2 separate regions of the Oryctolagus cuniculus genome follow, and region 2 is linked to region 1. A link is a contact called in public Hi-C data. All regions are on one chromosome and are shown on one strand. The core of a region is the stretch at or near the end of the contact, and the rest is flanking DNA. Distances in the headings are between cores, read along the strand shown. Region 1 has its middle 290 kb from the start of BBX. Region 2 has its middle 320 kb from the start of IFT57.

Region 1 (5,290 bases), core at 1,800-4,299:
GACTAGGTTAAATTCACAGCAGTTAACTCATATGTGTCACTCAAGATTTTTCTATATACTTTTTCTACCTAATGAATTATACAAGGTACCCCAACACACTGCCTTTCCATTACTGACAATAAAATGTGTGTATGTAAGGAGGTCCATCCCAAGGATGAAGATCCTGGTAGAAAGTCAGTAGCAGAATAGACAAGTGTGATTTTATGGTCCTATATGTAGTATACCATTGCATCTGTCCTTTTAAATAGAACATGAAGTCTTTTTCAAGAAAAAAAATGCTGAATAGGAAGCTACAACCAATACTATAGACTCCATTCCATACATACTAAAAAATTAACACTGAAGGAGACAAAAGTCATTCATCATAATTTATCATAAACTTTTTAAAAAAGGTTTTATTTATTTATTTGAGAAGTAGAATTAGAGAGAGAGGGAGAGACAGAGAAAGATCTTCCATCTGCTAGTTCACTCCCCAAATAGCTGCAACAGCTGGAGCTGAGCCGATCCAAAGCCAGGAGCCAGGAGCTTCTTCCGGGTCTCCCACACAGGTGCGGGGGCCCAAGGACTTGCGCCTTCTTCTACTGCTTTCCCAGGCTGTAGCAAAGAGCTGGATTGGAAGTGGAGCAGCCGGGACTCGAACCAGCGTCCATATGGGATTCCAGCACTGCAGGCGGAGGATTAACCTGCTGTACCACAGTGCCAGCCCCTATCATGAACTTTTTACCTTTTTGAAATTACAGAAATTTTCAAATTAAGCAAAAGAAGGAAGATTATTATTTTGACCACTATGTGTCTATCACCCAATTTCAGGGAGTACCAACGTCTCTCTAGTTCCTATTTAATCTATAACCCACCCCATTTTTCCCTTCTACCTCATGCCTCTACCCTGGAAGATAGGCACAGCCCAGAAGCATTTCATCTTGATTGCTTCAGATGGAACATTTACAGGTGAATCTTTGAATATGCACAAACTTTCCTTTTTTTTTTTTTTTAACGTATTTGCCTCCTCACCACTCATTGTCCAGAACAAAAAGAAAGGAATGAACTTAAAGAATAGAGGTGGGAGAGTAAAGGTCATTTGGAATTAACCACCAAGATCAGCTATCTCTTTACCTTTTTTGTTTCCAAAGATATTTTAAAACATTCATTTATATGAAGGGAAGAGTAACAGATCTTCCATCCACTGTTTGACTCCCCAAACAGCCGTAACATCCAGGGATGGGCCAGGCTGAACCCAGTACACTGGCACTCCATCCAGGTCTCCCACACAGATGGCAGGGGTCCATGGACCTGGGCCATCTTCCATCACTTTCCAAGGCACATTAGCAGAGAGCTGGATCAGAAGCAGAGTAGCCAGGAATTGAACCTTAATGAAGTGCCAGTGTTGCAAGCCATAATGCAAGTTCCAATATTTTTAACGTATTTGTTCAAAAGGAGCCCTTATGATGTCTTTTTTTTGGGGGGGGGGGGTCTCATTTTCTGTCATTTCTTTTTTCCAGGCTTAAATGACTAAAAAAGGCCCAAGGGCTAAAACTTATAATTGTGTGTGTGTGTGTGTGTGTGTGTGTGAACAGTATGTCCTTACACTTGCCCTGCAACCCAGTTCCCACTGCACTTTCATCCTCCCCCACACTTTGCAAGAGTGAAAATCTACTGGGGGAGTAGAGACAACATTTTACATGAGCTATGAAAGGCAAGTTGCCTAAGATTAAAAATCACAGTCCTAGGTCAGCAAGGCCAGAAATTAAAGCATTATGTGAAATCGCTTTCTGGAAGAGAGAAAATTAAGACTCAACTTGAAGATGCTTTACCCTAGGGAATTTCACAAAAGTTCTTTTTGTAGCAGAGTTCTATGTCAGAATAGAAGAAGGTGAGGACTGGAAGTCTCTGATGACAGGAGTGAGAGGGAGCGTTGTGTAAACAGGTCTCACAAATCATGTTTAGAAGTCAAAATGGTTTTAAGGCCAGCATGAAATATATTCAAGAAATATGTTCAGTTGTTTTTCCGGATCGTGTTTATAATTGGCATCAATGTCCACATGCTTATAAAAGGCCTATTAAATACAATGCATATCTTCCAAAAATAAGCATAGGAAAATAAGAATACCTATAAGCAATAGAAATAACACTAGTAGGGGGTGGTCACCCCCTACAGTAGTGATAGTGTGACACAGCTGTTAAACCACCTGGTCCCCCCACATCCCATTCTGGAGTGCCTGAGTTTGAGTCTCAGATTCCCCCTCCACTCCAGCTTCCTGTTAATGCACACCCTGGGAGGCAGTGGTGATAGCTCAAATACATGGGTCCCTCCCAACCATGTGAGAGACCCAGATGGAGTTCCGGGTTCCTGGCTTTGGCCTGACCCAGTGCTGACTGTTGCAATGTTGAGAGAGTAAATCACTGAAGGATTTTCTCTCTCTCTCCTCCTTTCAAATAAAAAATTTTAAAAAGGAAACTTAATAGTAGGTGCAAAACCATATAATGATTTGCCATATTATTTGAAACATCCATTGAAATACAATTTAATAGGAAAGCAGAATTGATTTAATAAAAAAAATCCTTCCAGAATGTAATCCTTGAGATAAATACTGGGAAAATGTAGATATTGTTTTAGAAAATGAAAACGTTTTACTTCTCATTCTATATCCTGTCTTGGGGATTTAGCAGTGTGTTAAGAATACATTTAAGGGCAATATTTGCACATGAATACTTGAATATTTAAAACCTTTTTATAAATAGAATATAAAGTATTTGACACACTGATGCCAGCCTCACCTGCATTAAAACCTGTTATATGTCAATCAAAATCAAAGCTGTATTGTTAGGATAAAATTGCTTACAAACAGTGTTTCATTCCACTCCTCTGCTGCTAAGCCCATGGGATATTATTTCAACTCATTGCCCTGGCTGCACAAGAGTTCTCCATTACTCACAGATCATATGGTCTCAAATTGCTTATGGCATGCTCCCCTGACAGTAATCCACTCACTCAGCCAGTCTGCATCGGATGCCTACTGTGTGTAAATACCAACAAGCCAGGCTTCTGGGATGTGTCATCTAGTAGGGTTAGAGATGGTGTTGAAATGCAATACAGAGGAGTTTGGGATGGCTGTCTAGGACTGTCAGGAAGAAACGACAGATGAGCTCGTTGGGAACTTGATCATCTACAGTTTGAAGACTTGAAGAAAGAAAATGGGTATGTGCTTCTGTTCTACATTAAAAGTTTTATTTTTAAAGCTCTCTCGCAGAAGAGATTTTGGCATAAGGAAAGAATGAGCTGCGGAAGCAGGGACACAGAGTTGCAAGCTGACAAATCCATGACACAGCCTTTGGGGAAGATGCGTGGTGCCGTCTGGATTTCCTTCACGTACGTCCTGGGCCATGGAGCCTCAGAGCTGTGTTGATTCCAGGACTGAAGTCACTACCTGCTCAGAGAGCACACCAGCCACAGCCTTGGCAGAACCCAGTGCTATTTGAAATCCTAAGGTCAGGAAGTGCAGCTGAAGCATTTGGCCATAGACTTAGGTAGTCCCGGTGGCTAGATAGTGCGATTCCCTGGCTTCTTTTTCTTTCTCTTCTTGCTCTACCCTTCTTGGCTCACCGTGGTTCCAACTCTTGCATGTTGGCTGAAATTTAATTTTTTCGATCGTTGAATTTTTCTTCAGCAATACCCTTCCCCCTAAAAAAAAAGCTATTTTAGATTTCCCTTTCTTTTTCCTGTCTTTCTCCCCTACGAGGAGATGGCATATTTTTATGGCTGGGTGAATGACTCAGGAAATCTGTAGCCAGGGGATTCCTGGAGCAAAAAGGAACTGCTGTGAAGGATTGTCCTTTTTGGTGTGTGCTGCCCCCACTTCGTTTTGGGTCCAGCGTGGGCCTGTGCACCTGCCTTTGGTGATCCACAGCCTTCGCTGCCTGAAGGATCAATATTACAGTACTCTGCATGAGTACTCTTTGGGAGCAAGGGGGGCTTTGTATATAATGTTTAAATATATATATTTATATATACATTATACAAATATATATATGTATATATATATATATTTGAAAGGTAGATTTACAGAGAGGCAAAGAGAAAGAGAGGTCTTCCATCTGCTGGTTCACTCCCAAATGGCTGCAGCAACTGGAGCTGGGCTGATCTGAAGCCAGGAGCCAGGAGATTCTTCCCAGTCTTCTATGTTGGTGCAGGGGTCCAAGGGCCTGGGCCATCTCCCACGCTTTCCCAGGCCATAGCAGAAGCTGGATCGGAAGTGGAGCAGCTGGGACTTGAACTGGCACCCATATAAGATGCTGGCGCTGCAGGCCAGGGCTTTACCCACTACACCACAGCACCAGCCCCTGTATCTACTTTTTAAACTGAATATTTAGGCCGGCGCCGCGGCTCACTAGGCTAATCCTCCGCCTTGCGGAGCCGGCACACCGGGTTCTAGTCCCAGTCGGGGCGCCGGATTCTGTCCCGGTTGCCCCTCTTCCAGGCCAGCTCTCTGCTGTGTCCCGGGAGTGCAGTGGAGGATGGCTCAAGTACTTGGGCCCTGCACCCCATGGGAGACCAGGATAAGTACCTGGCTCCTGCCTTTGGATCAGCACGGTGCGCAGGCCACAGCTTGCCAGCCGTGGCAGCCATTGGAGGGTGAACCAACGGCAAAGGAAGACCTCTCTCTCTGTCTCTCTCTCTCACTGTCCACTCTGCCTGTCAAAAAATAAAAAAAAATAAAAAAATAAACTGAATATTTAGCTCCATCTGCCCAAATCAAAAGCCTGTTTAGAGACTGATAAAGGAGTTATCTTCACCCTGGAAACATCTGCTTTAAGAAACCAGATCATCTCTCTTAGATATGCAAACAGAACTGTGATTTATGTATGAATTCAGAAAAGTTTTAGAAATTAAAGGATCTAATTTGAAGTTCATCAGGCATCTGCCTATGGCCCAAAGACAGAGTCAGTAAAATCCATGTGCCCATAAGATTTATTTTTCTAAAAAGATTTATTTATTTATTTGAAAGTCAGTTACACAAAGAGAGGGGGGAGAGAGAGAGAGAAGTCTTCCATCCTCTGATTCACTCCCCAACTGGCCACAACGGCCAAGCTCCGCCGATCGAAGCCAGGAGCCAGGAGCTTCTTCTGGGTCTCCCATGTGGATGCAGGGGTCCAAGGACTTGGGCCATCTTCTACTGCTTTCCCAGGCCATAGCAGAGAGCTGGATTGGAAGTGGAGCAGCCGGGTCTCGAACCCCACGCCCAAATAGGATGGGGCGGGTATTGCAGGCAGCAGCTTTACCCTCTACTACTGC
Region 2 (5,462 bases), core at 1,716-4,215, 140 kb after region 1:
CAATTCTAACACTTTGTGAGTCTCTTATATTTCAGACTGTATACCACTATGCTGCCAGCTTGTCCCACAAGTCCTACATAAGTAGAGAGTTCCCGCTTGTTGGTTTACCCTCTTGGGGAACACAGACGAGGGGTTTTTTTTATTAATGTAAAGATAATAATTTTAATGTAGTTCATAGATACAATTTTTAGAATATAATGACACTTCCCGCCCCCTCCCTCTTTTCTTCCCTCTTCCATCCTTCCTTGCTCCCTCCCTCTCTCTCTTTCTCTTTTGATTTTTGAGATAACATAGTTTTAATTTACTTGGTACTCAAAGGTCTAACAAACAAAGAGTTCAACAAGTAAAAAGACCACAGTTCAGCAGGAATACAGACACAGGCTATAAACAATAATCAAATCAAAAGATGTCAATTTCACTCACACAATGAACTGTTTTGTACTCTGTCTACATTAGCTACCACAAATCAGAGAAAATGCGATATTTGTCTTTTGAGGTTTGGCTTATTTCATTAAAGCATAATGATCTCTAGTTGCATCCATTTTGTTGAAGACTAAATTTTACAATGAAAGTAAGTGCATATAACACTGCCTCATTTTCTTCTTACATTTTACTCACAATGATGCTAATACTTATCTTTTTGACTGCAAAGGCTGCAACAACAACAAAAAGATCATTTCAATAAGGAAATGAAAAGTCACTCAGAGCTTAGCTTTTGAAGGCCCCTCTTTAGCTGGGTAGCTGGCAACTTCTGCTGTTTAGGAAAGGGTCCAAACCAAGGGCTTGCCCACTTGCTCCTCTTTCCAAGTCATCTGGAATAGTCAGGGCCACTTCATTCAGTCCAGTGTTGCAAGCCAGCAATGGGACAAACCCTTGATCTTTTCTGTCCCCTTGGATATCCTGTCCAATCCATCACCAATCCTTGCGAATAGTCCGCCCCCTTCCCTCTACCTCTAACGTGGCTGGCCTTGTCCACTCCCCATTATCTCTCCTTGAGCAGTGACCTTAACTTCCTGACAGTCTTTCCATGCTCACTTCCTCATCCTGCCTCCCATCCACTCTCCTTGTTGCAGACAGAGCAATCTTTCTACAGTAGGAATCGAATCACTCCATTCTCATGCATCAATCTCTTAAGAAGGTCTTCCCTTTGTACTTAACATGGTGTCCAACCTCTTAACCCTGCTTTGCAAGAAGCAACAGGTCTTCAGCTTGCTTTCCCACTCACTCACTGTTGTGCTAACACCACTTCCTGCATACAACTGCCCACACCTGTCCACAGCAGCACCTCCTTCCCACAGCCCATCCTTGACCTGGCTGACTCCTATCAGCCCTAGTTCTCTGCTTCAAGGTCATTGTTCAGACAGGACTCCCTTGATCCCATACTCCCAAATAATCCAAATCCTTTTATAACCACCACACACTGTACTGTCCTTGGTTGTTCACTTTTATATAATTCCCTTTCCCCATGAGGTTTCATGAGAAGGACCCGTATGTCTTCCTCATTGTGGAATTCCAGTGCTCACTTTCATGGCCAGTCCAACAAAGACGCAAATATTTGTTGAATGAGGGGACAAGTGAGGGCCCTTTAGTGAAAGTTCCATTCTTCTGTGTATTCTCATCCTATCAGCTAGCATCAAACGTGATGTTGCAGATGGTAATTTCCTTGCTAGGTTTCCCTGCAAAGAGCTTGCAGGTTTTGCCCTGGGAAGGCCTTATTTGACAACAGCCATCTTGTCTTCACAGGCACCCCCCTCCGCTTAGGGTTCCAGAGAGTTTAGGACTTTGCCACGGGTAGGAACGTCTCAAACACACTTGCCCCGGCAAGCTAGATACCAGGGCTCTGGGCCATTTATTACCAAGGCTTGAATTTCAGCCCTTTCAAGGTATTCCACATCGGGAAAGCAACTTAGCCTCAGCTTCTTCTTCAGCTCTGAAATGGGGCTAACCATAGAATCTGAGTCGTGGTATTGATGTGCAATGGCTGACACATGCCCGGCTTTGGTTCCCATTAACGCCTGCTAAAGCACTCAACCTTGGAAGGCAAGTCCACAGGCTGAGTCCTACAGCCAGGGAGGCATCTTAGTCTTTCGTTTCTCTTCCCTTCACACGCACCCTACCCCATACCTTTGCGATGCCAAATGGTGGCAAGCAAAAATATGACAGACTTTAACTGCCAATCCTATTCCTTTGAAGATATAAGCAGATCTGAAATTTGCAAGCTAGCAGGCTAATGGCCATTAAACCTTGACGGCATGAATTATGTGTGGGAATAGCTAATAATATTTTAATGCCAAGCCACTCGTTCCTAGAGACTCTTGGTGTGCTGCTGCACTTGGTGGGAGCTCAGTGGAGAGCTCCCCTAGGCAGACAGTAGGTGATCATTTACCTTCGAAACCCAGTCTGCAGCACACCCAGCCCCAGAGCACCGGGAAGAATTTAACATTTCACTCCCACCGCCCTCCCCCACTTCCCGGAGCCAGCCAGGAGGTTTTTCAAAGGAGACGCACATCCCCAGTGTTCTGTGTAGGTGGCCGAGGGGGAGGAGGTGAAATGCAAGCTTTATTTTCCCGGTTGCCTGTCATCCAATTCCTCGCTCTCCTCTGACTTTCATGAGTGATGAGGTCATCTCGGCGCAGGAAAATCAAACTTGTATTTTTCAAACCCAATAAAGGCCAGCATTGTATGTCTGCGTAAACACAGGGGCCAGACGGGTCGGGCGGCTGCCAGACGCGCGCTCCGCCCCCTGGCGGTCACACGGAACTGCGCGTCCCGCTCGGCCGCCGCCGCTAACCAGGGAGGGCGAAGCGAAAATGCAAGCTAAAATTAGATCAATAGTCAGCGCTGCTGTCTCAATCAATGCTTCGCAGGGAGAGCATACAACCGTCTATTTATAAGCTAAACCCAGCATTATCTTCCTCCAGTAGGACGTGGAGATCCATTACTGCGCGCGGCAGGGGAGAGGCTGCTGGCGGCGCCCTGCGTGCCGCGCTGCCGCCTCGCCCGCTCCGATCGCTGCCACCCGCGCACCCGCGCCGGGCCTGCAGCTGGACAGTCCGCACCGCTGATCCGCGGCCCCTCTGCTCTCAGCAGGACTCTGTTCCCCGGCCTGGCCCCTGCCGACTCACTTCCGCCCATTTCTTGCCTGGCCGGAATCCTAGGCCCCTTAAGCAGAGAGGCCAAGGGCTCCCCCGCAGGGTGCACGGGGCCTTGTTGTGAACTTGGCGGCCTGTTGGCAAAGGGTTGCAACTCGCTTCCCCAAGGTGCCCTGCATTGCTCAGCCCTTGCTCAGACGACTGCGGCTGCAGCCCGCCCCCCCCCCCCCCCCCCCCACAAAGCAGGATAGCAGTGGATTTCCTGCTGGAACTCTGCAACTCTGCATAGTGGTTAAGGTCTTGGCGAAGTGGAGGGGCTTCCGTCAGCCCCAGACTCGCTGCGATAGCTGAGCATAGCCAGGCCCACCACGTAGCAGACGTCTCTGATAGACGAAGAAATGTGCACACCCAATGTGCGTTAACGCTGTAAATTGTTTCGAGTTTGGAAAGATGCTACAGAGTGAGCGGCGAAACCTGACAGCGCACGACCGCCTCCAAACACAAGACCCAACATTATTGTTTTAGATAAGATGCGTATATATATAAGAGATATTTTGTTATATATTTGTTTTTCTTAAAACTTGCTTCTCTGTATTTTACAACGTTCTATAAGCACATGCTATTTTTATGATAGAAAATCTGTAAAGACTCCAAGAATTTTAACATCAGCTTAAATGTACATTAGCTGTATTTATAGAATCAATTTATTAGCTGCTTTTTCCTTCGACATAAAAGGCTTTTGAGCTAAAGATAGAAACAGAGCATTCTTTATTGAGAAGCAACCTTTTTTTTCCTCTTCCAATTCTTGTTGGCTTACTTCCAAAATGTAGCCTGTGCCTGCCCCTTTCTCACAGGCTGCCTTGCTACCGGCTTAACTAGGGGTCATCATTCACTATCCACCTGGATTCCAGAAATAACCGCTTCTCTCTGTTTCCTGAACCCACTTTCTCTGCTCCTGACCACAGGCCTTACTTTACTCACAGCAACCAGGTTGCTCTTTCGAAATGTAAATGAGATCCCAGTCCTTCTCTTTTGATTTTCGTTTTTGCTTTTAAAAAAGGTTTATTTATTTGAAAGGTTGTGTGTGTGTGAGAGAGAGAGAGAGTGTGTCATGCCATGGGCTGGGCCTGGCAGAAGCCAGGAGGCAGGAACTCCATCTGGGTTTTCCTTGTGGGTGGCAGGGACCTCAGTACTTGAACCATTACCCACTGCCTCCCAGGCACCTGTGTTAGCAGGGAGCTGCAACAGAAGCAGAGGAGCTGGGACTCACCCCGGCACTCGGATATGAGATGTGGGCATCCCGTGTGGCCAATTAACTCATTGCACCACAATGCCTGCCTCTCTTCTGTGTTTTAAAAGCTTTGTTTGGCTTCCCAGGGCACTGTAACTCGACCCCAGATTCTTCGCCATACCTTTGCTTCTCTCTCCTTACCTTCGCTCTTCTCTCCTCATCATGGATCGTCTCACTTTCTGTCATAGCTCCCACATATCCTCTGTTTTCTGATCGTTAAACCCACCAGCTCCTTCCCTTCTTCTAACCCTAGCATTTGATGTCACTCTGTGCAGATCTTCTTTTCCAGGAGATCCCAGGTCTGCTTCATTCCCACGGTTTGGGTGTCAGCTCAGATACCAGATACCTTCGCTGACCACCTTCTGCTACTCTAGAATTTGTTTGCACAGTATTTATTTCAACGCAGCAGTTAACTGAGATTGTTTTATTTATCCACTGGTTGATGAACATGTTATCTCCCTGCACAAATGTAAATCTCATGAAAACAAGTTCCTTCTCTGTCTTCGGGTTCCAGAATACTGCCTGGCCCATAGATGGTTTTTGATAAATATTTATTGAATAAAATTGTTGAGTGTGATTTCCTTGTATCCTGTTTTTAAAATGTCAGCAATAGCATTCTGCATGTCTGCCTTGAATTTTGCAGTTATTTTTATGCCCATATGCTTCTTTCTCTGAAGTGTCAACTCTATGAGGCAGGATCATATTTAGTTCATCATTTTATTCCCTGTGGCCTTATGGAGTCTGGCATATTACAGGTGTTTAACATATTTGTTGGACTGAACTGCAGTAAATGAATGAGTTAACTAGATGATACCAACTTTTCACCCAGGGGAATGCAAAGGGTATGACATCCAAAGGGTTGGGTTATTGGTTTGGTCCTTGTAACATCACAAATACACACACACATACACACACACTCACATGTTTGTTCTTAGTATTTTTTAAAGAATGTTCATATTCATTATTTTACTTGACCCTCATACCAGCTGATATTAGGAACAGAAGCTCAAGGGCATTAATTGGTCTGCTCAAGCTTGCACAGCTAATATAAAGCAGAGACTCCTAGGGCTAAGGCCTGA

Evidence for each region. Hi-C and Micro-C count contacts between places; a contact is called where the count stands out from the background.
Region 2: a contact with region 1 is called in a Hi-C map of liver, with 5 times the contacts expected there. The contact joins two enhancer-like sites. A contact is called at or near these places in 2 of 6 Hi-C or Micro-C datasets (liver and an unstated tissue).

Annotation. Positions count from the first base shown.
Region 1 is chr4:63,004,467-63,009,756 of mOryCun1.1, forward strand. No RefSeq gene overlaps it. Among named protein-coding and RNA genes, the nearest start is that of BBX, 290 kb to the left of the region's middle. Within about 2 kb of position 3,050, at least 1 of the 8 cell types and tissues checked has an H3K27ac peak or open chromatin away from gene starts, as enhancers often do.
Region 2 is chr4:63,140,101-63,145,562 of mOryCun1.1, forward strand. No RefSeq gene overlaps it. Among named protein-coding and RNA genes, the nearest start is that of IFT57, 320 kb to the right of the region's middle. Within about 2 kb of position 2,966, at least 4 of the 8 cell types and tissues checked have an H3K27ac peak or open chromatin away from gene starts, as enhancers often do.